Regions from separate parts of the Hordeum vulgare genome. Here all the other regions are linked to region 1. The links are chromatin contacts, called in public Hi-C and HiChIP or PLAC-seq maps. All regions are on one chromosome and are shown on one strand. The core of a region is the stretch at or near the end of the contact, and the rest is flanking DNA. Distances in the headings are between cores, read along the strand shown. Region 1 holds the start of LOC123401481 (E3 ubiquitin-protein ligase PRT1). Region 2 holds the start of LOC123401823. Region 3 holds the start of LOC123401334 (succinate--CoA ligase [ADP-forming] subunit beta, mitochondrial).

The links. A called contact is a pair of places that touch in the nucleus more often than the background predicts. HiChIP or PLAC-seq counts read pairs in DNA pulled down with a chosen protein or histone mark.
Region 2: an H3K4me3 HiChIP or PLAC-seq map of embryo shows a contact between it and region 1, with 7 times the contacts expected there. The contact joins the promoter of LOC123401823 here to the promoter of LOC123401481 in region 1. A contact is called at or near these places in 1 of 6 Hi-C or Micro-C datasets (seedling) and 1 of 1 datasets of contacts at active chromatin or transcription factors (embryo).
Region 3: a contact with region 1 is called in a Hi-C map of seedling, with 5 times the contacts expected there. The contact joins the promoter of LOC123401334 here to the promoter of LOC123401481 in region 1. A contact is called at or near these places in 1 of 6 Hi-C or Micro-C datasets (seedling) and 1 of 1 datasets of contacts at active chromatin or transcription factors (embryo).

Annotation. Positions count from the first base shown.
Region 1 is chr6H:372,459,582-372,463,920 of MorexV3_pseudomolecules_assembly, reverse strand. It overlaps LOC123401481 (E3 ubiquitin-protein ligase PRT1), which reads left to right and starts at 2,526. Exons shown (of 8, transcript XM_045095304.1): 1 at 2,526-2,832; 2 at 3,334-3,362; 3 at 3,440-3,619. The coding sequence starts at 2,717.
Region 2 is chr6H:373,021,769-373,026,521 of MorexV3_pseudomolecules_assembly, reverse strand. LOC123401823 reads left to right here and starts at 2,627. Exons shown (of 1, transcript XM_045095677.1): 1 at 2,627-3,662. The coding sequence starts at 2,939. The coding sequence ends at 3,379.
Region 3 is chr6H:373,427,838-373,432,002 of MorexV3_pseudomolecules_assembly, reverse strand. It overlaps LOC123401334 (succinate--CoA ligase [ADP-forming] subunit beta, mitochondrial), which reads right to left and starts at 1,759. Exons shown (of 12, transcript XM_045095119.1): 1 at 1,523-1,759; 2 at 1,266-1,376; 3 at 461-572. The coding sequence starts at 1,624.

The DNA of each region.
Region 1 (4,339 bases), core at 1,277-3,776:
ATACGTCGCAGGTCTGTAGCTTACCCAAACCAAGGAGTAGGCTCGCAAACAACTACAGGTAAGGCTTAGGAGAAGTATTCAATCAACATCAAGTAACCACCAAAGGATCACACATCCATAAATCATGAGATGGTCAGACGAGCTTATGGGGCCAAAGAGCAGCACGACCTCGTCCATCTCATCCTTGATGGATCTGAATTGCCAAAAATTCCGATAGATAAAAGAGCAACACGACCTGCTGTTGTTTGTTTATCACGGTCGGATCCCATCCGCAAATAATTCAGATAGAGGAAAGGAGCAGCACGGTCTGTTGTTATTTGTTCATCACAACTGGATCTCATCTACATCCACACGACTGGTCACCGAACACCTGCCTCCGCTCCTGTGCACTGCAACCATGACGAGCCGCCACCGGTCGCCTCCTCCGGCCTTCCAACAAGGCCAACACCTCCATCGGCCGCCTCGAAGTGTCCATAACCCGCCCTCACCTAATCCTTCGTCCGTCGGACTTGGCGGACCAGTGATCGCAGTCGAAAGCAGAAGCAGCTCACCTAAGGTCGTGTCCCCAACCACCTCCCACTCGCAGGTGAGCAGCAGAGTCTCTGCCGCCGCTCCCTTTCCCGCTTGTCTCCCATCTCACTTTAAATCTCACCCCATCTCACTTTAAATCTCACCCCGCCATGTTCCCTTGCAGGAGCTCACCAAGCAACCATGACGCCACCCCCAAACTCTCGTTCCGATGCCCACCGAGCAACCATGGCGCCACCCTGAACTCTGGTTCCGACGCCCCAACCTTGTTGGCCTTCCGTGGCAGGAGGTTTGGCGGGGCGGGGCAGGAGTCGTTGGCCTTCCGCGAGCCTCTCTAACCCTTCTCCACCATACCCCCACCCAACACCCATTATTGTTGTCCATGGCCTTTTGCTGTTTATAAAGCGGATCGTTGTACATATATCATCACTGCCAGCCATTGTAAATAACCTACAGAAGAAGTTTGTTTCGAAGACCTAAGATTTTAGGCAATATATCCATCACTGCAACGCATCAAGACTTGTGAATAACCATCAACAAAGTACAGTATTGCAGTGATGTTCCTCTATATAGAGGGGGTGAATTAACAATTAAGTCGACAACATAGCAATCACTATAGAGGTCCCTGGTGTTCCCGGATTACAAGAATTCTTAGATCACAAATGGTTGCTAATGGCTCGATAAAATAACATGTAAGCAGCTAGTACGGTAAAACTATGTTTCACTTCACTGGTTAAACTTTACTTGACAATATCACGTTGCAATTATGAAATACAGAGTACTTCCTATAGCTTTGAAGCTGCACTTACTGATCTAATTTTGCTTTCATAAACTGATTTTTTTGGCAATTTAGCGCTTGTCTCAGAAGGAAGGAACAAAATTCTAAATCAAACATGTACTACTTCCTGTTGGAATATCTTAGTCAATTTAGTACTTAAACTATGCACTTTTTTTAAGTGGTCACTCAAAAATATATGATCCAAAAAAAGATAATATAGCCATTTTCAGATATAGTTCACTATTAATCACTGTTTCTACCACCGCGAAATAATAGCCTGAAAATTTGGCATGCACAACTATTTCTGATGATTAACTGCTACAGTAGTTTACATAAATGTGCGGAATCGCAGGCTGTGAAAGAGCTATAGTGAATAACTTCACCTTGGCGTAGTAAGCGGTGATCCGCCGCACCCTCTGGGATTCATGACAATGGGGAAGTAGCCATTCTTGAGAGTGTCAAGCACGGACATCTCGATGCCCCTGTCCATGCTCCCCTCGGGGGTGCCGGGCACGATGAGCACCGTGGAATCAAGGCCATGCTCCTTGTCCAGATACAGGTTAGCGGGCCAATCAAGCGTGATCACCCCACCATCGTCCAGGGGGATGCAGAGCCGCTGGTAGGACACCTCGTCCGTGCCCTGCCCGGCGGGCGCGGCGGGGATGCTGCCCCGGCTGAGGTTGACATAGTGGCGATCCTGTGTGAGCAGGCGCTCGTTGACGCCGTCCAGCAGCACGCCCCGTCCTCGAAGGACACGGACGGGCACCGCAGCAGCACGCAGTGGTTGAATGGCGTCGAAGCGCGGCGATGCAGAGGGGAGGCGGATCTGGGTGATGCAAAGGCGGGCAAGGCGAGGCGAGGCGATAGGGACCGCGGGTTGAATACATAAAATTGCAGGGGTGTTTTTGTAAAAAGCCACGACGGGTTTTCCGACAGAAAAGGTAGCCTCTTTATTATTAGGTAAAGAATTATGACTTTGTTTATTATTTTAGCAATTTTTTTCACACGCTGGTAAAAATGGGTCCGACCAATGTTAAACACATCCGCCGATCCAAATGCTGAAGCGGACATTGATGTCCGCTCGGCCGACCCAAACGAACAAAAAACGGACAAAGTCGTCGTCCGTTTGGATCGGTCGGTTAAAGTTGCTCTAAGTAGTTTTGTGGTGGAGTGGAGGCACGAGAAAATGTCACCCGAACGAACCGGACACGGACGTGAATGGCCTCTTTGGTCACTTCTTCCCCAAGGCCCAAACCGCGGGGTGCGGCTCTCGGCCCCTTCATCCCCGGCCCTTTTTCTCGCGCACTCGGAACTCGGCACTCGCAGAGTCATCGCATTCGCATCTCCATCAGGCTGCTCATCCCGGCCACCTGCCGAATCCCCATCCTCGTTCCGCTGCCGTCGAGGAGGATGGCCTCCGGCGAGAGCAGCTCCAGCCACCCCACGGAGAAGAAGGAGGAGGCCGCCGCCGGAGGAGCTGGCTTCGACGATCTGGAGGACCCGCGCTTCCAGTGCTGCGTATGCCTGTGAGTTTACACGCCACCTTTCTCCTCCTCTCCGTTGGTGTGGCCATGGCCAAATAATCTCCCGCGCGGGTCGTGGATACGCTTGCTGCGTACTACTGTAGATTATTATTTGGCCCTCGTTTTGATCCGATGCGAATTGGGCCGTACAGTACTCGTGCTCCTCGATATTCGGTGCCAGTAACTCGTCACTATCTCTAATCTAGTACTCACATTTGTGTGGCCACGGGACTATGTGAGACTTAACTGATTTAATTCGACACCTCGTGGGACATTGAAAAACATGAATAAATTGATTTATAACTCTTATTATGGTAGATGCCTGATGGTGATGGTGAAACAACATGATGTCATGCCACTTTACTTTTAAAGTTTTAATTACACGCCTGAAAAAACATTACCAGGTTACTTACCTTTTTTCCCCTCCTTGACGAGCATTGGATTGACTTAGATTCTGCGCAAATATACTAACGATCTCATATGTTTGTTCAATATGTGTTGCAGGGAGCTTCTCTATAAACCAGTTGTTATTGGTAAGGTTTTGCTGTTTATGATGATCCAAAACCATTGTAGTATATTTTTGAATCTCATTTGGCGTTCATTGGTGCAGCATGTGGTCATATGTCATGTTTCTGGTGCGTCCATAAAGCTATGCATTTCGCCAGGGAATCCCATTGTGCAATATGCAGGCAACCGTATACTCATTTTCCAAGTATCTGTCAACTCCTCCATCACTTGCTTTTAAAGCTTGAACCTGTGGAATACAAAAAAAGGGAAAAGGAAGTACTAGGTGAGTGCTCATTGCCCAAAGCATGGAACCCATTTGTCATACCTGAAATATGTTTCTTCCTTATTGTGTTTTTGGTACGAAGTATGGTCTATCGTGTAGATTTGATGTTCTTAGAGAACTAGTTATGATTTAAAAAATCATGCTGGGAATTGTTTCAATGTGAAGTTATTTTCTTCCAAATTTGTGTGGGAAATGACATCCAGAATGCAAGAATACCACCAGTTCTACCAAACTAGAATACACTCCACAAGTTGTTTGCAAATCCATCATACCCAAATTGACCGGTCAAGATAGGATGGGAACTTGGTGGAGGTATTAGGTGAATATGTTTGAGCTGTTGGCTTAGTTTTGGATTCTCCCTCACTATGCCTGCACTTGTGCCTAATCGGCAACGTGAGCGTTCATGCAAAAGAGGTTGCTGGTTTCGAGAGATGGAGATTTCTTGGATTTGAGCAAAATCACCGGGACATATTGAAGGAGAGGCGAGAAACATCACTGTAGGGTTTAAGTCTCATGGGTATTGATTGTGTAGAGGTATTAATGATCGTATGATATGCAGCATGAGCTATATAGTTCTTGGCAGGTATCAGAGCAGCCCTTGAAATATACATTTCCTGCCATTTAGTTGTCTATTGATTTTTAAGTTTGAACCTATTTCTAGTTCAAAAAGGCGCTAGACGTTGATTGTGCGTTTTGCCACCGCCTTGCGCTTTTCTGACC
Region 2 (4,753 bases), core at 1,378-3,877, 560 kb before region 1:
TTTCCGGCATGCATGGCATAAGATGGATAAGGGCCCATTTGGTTTGAAGGTGGGGATGGGAGTTTAGGTGCAGGGAGATTAAAAGTCATTGGTTAGAGATTGGGAGTTAGAGTGAAGAGGGAAATGATGTGGTTGGTTAGCAAACTCAAAATCCATATCTCTACTATTAAAGAAAAATATGTCATAGTTGTGATGGTTCGACCATCCTCTCACCCCCTTAATCGCTTGCAGAAAAAAAGAATTATAAAAAAAGGAAAACACAATAGGAGTCTCACCCCTGAACGCATCTCCCACGCTCTAACCTCATTGATCCCCTCACCCATATTCGAGTCTACCTCGTGCGAAAACCGCCACCCCACACCCCACTCTCCTCGCGTTGCCCCGCGCTACACGAGCGCCATCGTCCCGTCGACAGCCCTCCCCATAACCCAACCTCCCTTCCATTCCCAACCACCTCACCATGCCTCCCGTCGTGGCGACACAAGGCGTTGCGCCTCCTTCCTTCATGCGACACAAACTGATGGATCTCTCTGGCTCCGTCCTCCTCCGTAGCGAGGCGTCGGACCACTCGCCTTCCTCCTCGAGACACAACCAGATAGATTCCCACCTTAGCCTTCCATTATAATTGTTTTTTTATGTGCGTGCAGCTGGTCGAGAGAAGAAAGATGTTGCATTCTTGGGTCTGAAGTTTCCTTTTTTACGGGTTACTCTGCAATGATGTGCACTATTCTCGAGTACATTGTGGTATTTTGATAAAGGATCGGAAGCCAGCGTGCTGCATTTTGCAGGTGATTTTTTTCCAGGGTAGCATGCCATGCTTCTTGCCATACTTGTGGCATTGAGAGGTCGGTACTTGTGATGTGCATTTAAATGATGTCAAGAAGACTTGATTTGATGCATCTAACTCAATATATCAGAAAATGAATCTTGAATAATCGCATCATATGCAGATTCCTCGTGCTCTCATTCCATGTTATATATGCTTTTCTCCTGAAGTTTTCATCAACTTCGCTCTGTCCATTGGTATCAAGTTAGGGAGAAAGATGACATTCTGTCTTCTTCCAATGAACAAGGCTGATGAACAGAATGGATGTACATGGTTTTTTCTTGGGGGACGCAAGTAGAAAGTTGTTTCTATGTCTTCTTCCATGAAGAGGGTTTTTTCTTCTTCCACGAAGAGGGTGCTTAAGGATACACAACACGTGGATACACATATTGTTGACGCGCGGCCTCTAAGAATTTAGCTTTTTCTTCCATAATTTTTGAAGTTCAAAAATATATTCACATTGGTTGTTGAAGAGGGAAAAAACGAAAGAAATAGTCAGTGTTACTACATGAATTGAAACCACATGCCATCATATTTCACATAAAATTCCAAATCAGCACCATCATTTGACCAATGTGTTTGAATATCTTTTGTTAACCCGTTGCAACGCACGGGCATTCAACTAGTCATATTAAATGTTGTGCTACGATGTATCATGCATGGTAATAAATGATATATCCTAATGATATTAATATATGATATTATGCATTACGTGTGTAGTATCATACACCAGTATCATATGTATGATAGTAGTATATGATACTGTCCATTACAACCAGCCTTAATACGGTTGTTAGTGAAGCTTTACTTGCTTAATTGATGTGTATAATACAAGAATGAAATGAGGAAATAGATGAATCATTTTATGACGTTGTACACACAAGTTCAGGCCTCTTTTAATACACGCGAGTATCTTATCAGATAGGCCTTGTTTGATACTAGTGTATTTTAGAGAATTAGTGGGATTATTCCGATCAAACCCCTAAATCCCCACATATCTCATAACATCATTTGGTTCTAGTGTATTTGATATGTTTCATCTCCACATTTCTTCATAAACCCTAAATTTTAGTGTATTTTTCTCAACACCCAATACACTATCACTACCTAATGAATTGAAGATAAATAGAGATTTGAAGTAATTGGGTGAAGGTTGAGATTTCATCCAATTCTATAAGGATTATCCCCACCAAACTTCTCAAAAACCCTAATAGGCCATAGGGACGACAAACGCTCATGCTCCCGGCGAGCATGTTTGGTGTGTACACCTCGTTGTAGGCCGCACAATTCCAAGCTCCCCCCGCAGCACACCTACTGCCTCCCTATGTTCTCTCTCATTATGTTCCCTACGTTTGCAAGAAGAATGGATAAGAAAGGCGTGTCATGGCGGGTCAATGTTACTTATTGAATCACAAAGTGGTGAAAAGCGATTCCCACATTAACCCATCACGGCGATTCGTGCAAGTCATCCGACGGTCGTGGTTGTGTCGTGCCTGGGAGGCAATGAGAGAACGTTCTTTAATGCAATTGAATGGGCTAATTACTGCCGATAAGCGCAATTGGACGATAATGTTAACCCAAATTGCATGCCCACGCAATGCTAACCATATAAAATGACAACCATACCCTCAGTCTGTTCAGAACCATTAATTTCCCCTGTTATAAAAAAATCCATTAATTTCCCCCAGCCAGTGGGCGAAATCTTACATGATGGCATTTTTGTTATTTACAGCGTACCCGATGGCAACTACCAAACAGCTCAATATAAATAGACCACCGCACCCGGCCACCCCATCTTCCCCTCCGCCCAGCCCCATTCTGCAGAGAGCCCCCTCTCCCTCCTCCCCCTCTTTTTCCACCAAAATCTCCGTTTCGTTCGGTGTCTTCTCCCTCTCTCTCTCTTCGCCCCGGCATTTTTGCTCCCCCCACCCCACACCCCGATCGTACGGATTTGCTCTCCAGTGGGTCCCGCAGCACCCGCACAACTCCTCTTCCTCTGTACTCTAGCCTTTTAAACCAGTTTCCTTTTTCCTCCTCATATTTTCCTCGTCCCCCTGCCGCTATCGGCGATCCCGTCCGGCCGCTACAGTCGTGGCGGAGGGGCGCGTCGGGATGTCGATCTGCGCGAGGATGGACGCGCCACGCGGCGGCGCGCTGGGGAAACGGAAGGAGCGGGAGTACTCGTCTTCGTCGGAGCAGCGGCAGCCGCTGTTCCCGCCGCCGCCCGGCAAACCGGAGCTGCTGCGCAACAAGCCGCACCAACTGTCGCGGTTCGCCAACAAGCCTCCCATGCCGACGCCGCCTCCCCAGGAAGGGAGCAGCAAGCTGCTCGCCGGGTACCTGGCGCACGAGTTCCTCAAGTTCGGCACGCTCCTCGGGGAGCGCCCCCCCGCGCCGGGCCGGAAGGAGACCGCCACGCCGCGCCCCGCACCCGGACCCGACCCCGCGAGGAGGTACGCCGAGGCGTCGATGCTGCTCATGGCGGGCGGGACCCGCATCCCCGGGGTTGTCAACCCGACGCAGCTCGGCCGCTGGCTCCGGATTAAGGAGTGATGGAGGCACGCGCCCGGCGGCGGTTCGCGTCCAGGTGCGTACCGCGTGCACGGCTCCCGAGGCGCCCGACCCGGCGGCGGTGAACCCATGCTTTTGGACATAGCAAGTGGTGGTGGTTACTTTGCCCAGATCCTTTTCCTTTTTCTATTTTCAGGTTCTAGTTGTTTCGTTTTAAAAATTTCATGTAGATTTGGTGAGAAACTAGCGGTACTAGAATTTCATGGGGTAGTAGTAGTACTACTACTATGTGTGTTCGTCTCTACTAATCGTGAGTACTTGTTAACATGTGTGTTCGTCTCTGCTATGTGAGCTCTGTATCGGAAGGTGTTCGATATGATCTCCGGCTACCGAGTATTGCCGAACAAAAGCGCATAGAGATGCTTGATAATTGACTGCATGAAATCCCTCGCCTGCATATGTTCTACTCCTACTGTCCTAGTATAATTTTAGCTATTCCTCCGAGATTAAATTGAGCAACGGCGGAGAGTGTCGGCTTTTGTTGGCATCGCGTGTGGAAGCAACTTCCTCCAGGGAGCATTACGTTCGACGATTGTTCTAGTGATGTGGTTAATTTCAAATTACCAGGCGATTTGATCCATGTCCAACTCTGATTTTGCACGGACGCCTCCCACATTGTACTGTGTCTTAAACCCAAGTGTCTCGGTTGTCCCTTTATCTGGTGAAGAATCTGTTCCATTTGCTAAGGCGATGTACCGCCATGTTTGTCTGAAATTTTGCCATTTTGTTCACCATGAGGTGATTGCCTGTTCTTATCAGAAAAAGAAAAAGAGGATGAAAGGGTGTCGACCTGGTCACCTGGGCACACAATTATGCATTTCTCAAGGAAACCGAAAAGAGTGAAACATGGTATTGGTCTTTGTTCTCATTTTCTTTTCTGTCCGATAAGTCATTGTTCTCGATTTCTCGTTCAATTTTCGGTCAATTCTTCTTGCATGCATGGGAGGTGTCACAACAGATAGACAGTTAAATTATGCACGGTCAACCTTTGGACTTTTCTGCTACTGTGTTAATTTGGCTTACAAAACTGACGCTGGCAAAACATTAAAACCTTCTGTGCTGGGCTCCTTAAACTTGCTCCGCCATTGCTGAAGGAATTCGAAGGCTTGCGTGGGGTGAAAGCCGGGCAAGACCGGCCCAGACGTACTACACGCTCGTTGGGTGTACGTGGTCCTAGGAAGACGAAAGCTACGGCTGTTGAGCCCGTGTTACTCAAGATCTTGGGTTTTGACTGCGATGACCTGGCCGTCTCAGAGGAGACCTTGGGTTTTGACTGCGATGACCTTGCCGTCTCAGAGGACGCCATGGGCCTGCTCTGGACCGTCTTTGACTCTCCTCTCCAAAAACCGCAGCTCA
Region 3 (4,165 bases), core at 510-3,009, 970 kb before region 1:
ACATTTTGGTAAGCCAAACGTCTTATATTTTGGTACGGAGGTAGTAGATTCCAAGAAAAGATCACCTAAAATAAATCAGTTTAGTTAAGTCTGAATGTAATTGTCATGTCACGCTTCATAGAAGCACATGAGCTAAAGTTGCAGTTTTCAGTGTGACAACTGATAAATGTGATGCCAACAATTTAGACAAAACCAATGAAACAAACGGATCTCAGTTATATTATATGCTTGGCTTTCATGTGTATGGACAGTTGTATACCATAAAATTGGCAAGGAGGCGCACATTTCTAGTATAATGCAGCCAAGAATGACAAGGATTATGCATAAATGTGGATTTGGTAAGTCAAATTCTCTACGATACATCTCAACAAATACTTGGACACACAATATCTTCAAACTGTGTTACTACAGTATGAATGTGCACATACCATAATGTAAACTACCGCTCACAAAGATTTACCTGCAAGGCCTTCAGCCTCCTCAGCCTTAACAATATGAACGCCACCCTTCAGTCCACTTTTGAAAGTTCCCAATCCACGGCCACCGGCGAGGATTTGGCTTTTCACAACTATCTGCAATGGTGCCATCTTTTAAACACAATTGAACTATGAGAATAACATGGTGCAAGCTATGATACATACAGCACCAGAAATACATGAGCGATGAAAATCTACATACTTCGTATTGGGAATGAACAGCCCAGCTCAATACTGAGAAGAAACTGGGACGTCATCTCAGTTAATTAAAACAGCTTTTGGAGAAAAATAGACTTATTTCTTAGAGGTTATAATGTTAGCAAAAAAGCCTATGCCAACACAGCATTAGAATTCCAAGAGCAACTATGGCGTGACATGACTCACTTCAATTGCAGGGCGGTGGAGTAATTTACACATGTAAGTAATGTTACTTTTAACACACTTGATAATATAGAATACAGGCATACGAATTGCCAGAATGAGGCTATCAGAATACGCACACGTTATAGATTATAGCAACCAATAACCTCCTTTCCAAACTGTATCGCACGTCACAGCAACATTACCAACCAAACATACATTTCTAACAAACTAACAGCAGTAATTCGCAGTAAACTAGATTCACTAACACATTTCAATACCATCTGCACAGCACGAGCCTCGCATTTGCACGAGTGAAAGACAACAACGACTTTCTATACTATCTGCGCAGCACGAGCCTCGCATTTGCACGAGTGAAAGATAACAACGACACGAAAAACAAAACATTAGAAACCTAGGTAGAATCACCTCCTTCTCACTGGGGAAGACGTTCTTCAAAACTTCCTTGACCTCCTGCACTGACCCCACCACCGCGCCCCTGGGCACGTTGATCCCGAACTTCCCCATCAACTCCGCGCCCTGCGACACCCAAATAAGCCAGGCCGGCAGAAACCCTAACAGGTCAGACGGGCCTCCAAATCGAGAATAAACAAACCCACACAGATACGAATCGAGCAAAATGGGATGGGGGTGGGGGAAGAACGGCGGGATCTGGTCGCGGGCACCTGGTACTCGTGGATGTTGAGGCGGCGGAGCTGCTGGTGCTGCCATTTGCCGGCGACGGAGAGGGCGCGCGTCGCCAACTTCCCGAGCGATCCGTGAACCATGGCTGCGGCGGCTTGGGCTCCTCCGATCCGGAAACCCTACGGGCGTGGAGGAAGGCAAGGGATGCTGTTTTCGCTCTTCCTCTTTGCGGGTCTGATGTTATTCTGCTCTCCCTTCCCCTCCTTTTTCTTTCTTGCGAAAGGGTGCGGCTGCGCCGAGCAAATGGACTAGTTCACGTCCAAGGGACCGCTGATTTAGGATCCCGTCGTTTGACTGACATGTGGGTCGACATAACGTGGGGCACACCTGCCATTCACTGATGACAAATTTAACGTGTGTTTTTTAATGAAAAATGGGAGCAACTAGTTAGCAAGCGCTCCCTCACGAGCCTTACAGCGATCGCTCCCGCGCGACGCCACTTGGCGCATTCGAAGCGTTCCTTTCGTATTTTGTTTTTTTTATTTTTTCGCACGCGTTTTCGTTTTTTTAGTGGTTTTTCCGATATTTTTTGGTGTTATGGTTTTTCACCGGTCTTTCGTAACTTTTGGATAAAAAAATCAAAAAATATTCAGAAAAAACGTGGTTTTTATGAGAAAAAACTTGTTTTTTTGCGAAAGGCACGGTTTTGCTTCAGCAAGAGGCACCGTTTTGCCTTCGTGAGAGGCACGGTCGTGCCTCTTGGAAAGGAAAAAAACGTGTTTTCATTTTTTGTGAGAGGCACGGTTTTGCCTTCGCGGGAGGCACGCCCGTGCCTCTCCCGAAATGGAAAAAAAACGTGTTTTTATGTTTTTTTTCGAGAGGCACGGTTTTGCTTTCGCGAAAGGCACGATTTTGCCTTCGCGAGAGGCACGCCTGTGCCTCTCCCAAAATAGAAAAAACGTGTTTTATGTTTTTTTTTAAGAGGCACGGTTTTGCTTCCGCGAAAGGCACGGTTTTGCCTTTGCGAGAGGCTCCCGAAAAGGGGAAAACGCGTTTTCTGCTCTCTTTTTTTCTCACAAGAGGCACGGTTTTGCTTTCGCGAGAGGCATGGTTTTGCCTTCTCGAGAGGCACGACCCGTGCCTCTCGAAAAGGGGAAAAAACACGTTTTCTGGGTTTTTTCTATCGCGTGAGGCACGGTTTTTTCATCCGTCTTTTTTCTTCCGGTTTTTTTCGTGAAAAAATGTTTGTCAAAATCTATCAACATGGGACCTGGATTTGAAGATCTCGACGCGAGAAAGCCAACGGTGAAAACGGTTCGATATTTGAACGCGTGGTTTAGGAGATAAAACGTTTTGAAAATATGGATCTACGAATAAAGGGAAAACTACAGGTTGCGACAAGTGGCACGCATGTAGTGCGCCACTTGTCACAACCTCTGAAGGTGGAAGTAATCGTTGGAAGGTGTATTCTCTAACTAGTGATTTCGATGAAAAATATGCTAAAAAGTGTGTTGCTCGGGTTTGATGGTGTGAATGGGCTAGCTCCAACTGGACCAGCCCATGAAAGCTTGAGCGCTCCGCCTCCTTGTGGTCGATTTTTGTGTTTTGACCTTTTTCAAAAAGTTAAATAGAATATGACCTCGCTTTAATATATTTTTTGTGTGGGGGGGAGGGTGGATTTAACTTTGTACCATCAAGGTCCATGACGGAAACACTTAACTAGACCATCATGTCCGTTTGGCATGAAAAATACCCTACCATTAAAGACTAGCGGTAGCCCATTAGATGCTACCGCCTAAGACGTTAGCGGTAGCCCATTAGATGCTACCGCCTAAGACGTTAGCGGTAGCCCATTAGATGCTACCGCCTAAGACATTGGCGGTACCCCATTAGATGCTACCGTCTAAGGGCAACTCCAACGGGATGACCCAAACGGACGGCGATTTTGTTCGTTTTTTGTCCGTTTGGGTCGATCAAGCATACACAAACGTTTGTTGGGGGAACGTAGTAATTTCAAAAAAATCCTACGCCAAACAAGGATCTATCTATGGAGAAACTAGCAACGAGTGATGGGGTAGAGCATCTTCATACCTTTGAAGATCGCTAAGCGGAAGCGTTACTAGAACGCGGTCGATGGAGTCGTACTTGCAGCGACTTAGATTGCGATCGGTTCCGATCTGTGTGCCAAATCACGGCACCTCCGCGTTCAACACACGTACAACCCGGTGACGTCTCCTGCGCCTTGATCCAGCAAGGAGGAGGGAGAGGTTGAGGGAGAGCTCTAGCGGCACGACGGCGTGGTGGCGGTGGAGCTACGAGGTATTCCGACAGGGCTTCGCCAAGCACCGCGGAAGAGGAGGAAGAGGAGGAGCAGGGTTGCGCCGAGAGAGAGAGAGATTTCTATGTCTCAAAGAGCCCCAAAACCACCGATATATATAGGAGGAGAGGGAGGAGGGTGCCCACCCTTAGGGTTCCCACCCCCAAGGGTGCGGCAACCCTGATGGGGCAGGGAGGGCGGCAACCAAGGCTCGAGAGAGGGGGGGCGCCCTAGGTGGGCCTTGGGCCTCCTCTGCGCCTAGGGTTTGCCCCCTCCCACTCTCCTTGTGCCTTGGGCTAAGAGGGAGGACGCACCAGCCCACTCTGGGCTGGTTCCCTTTCTCCTTTTGGCCCATAAAATCCTTTGG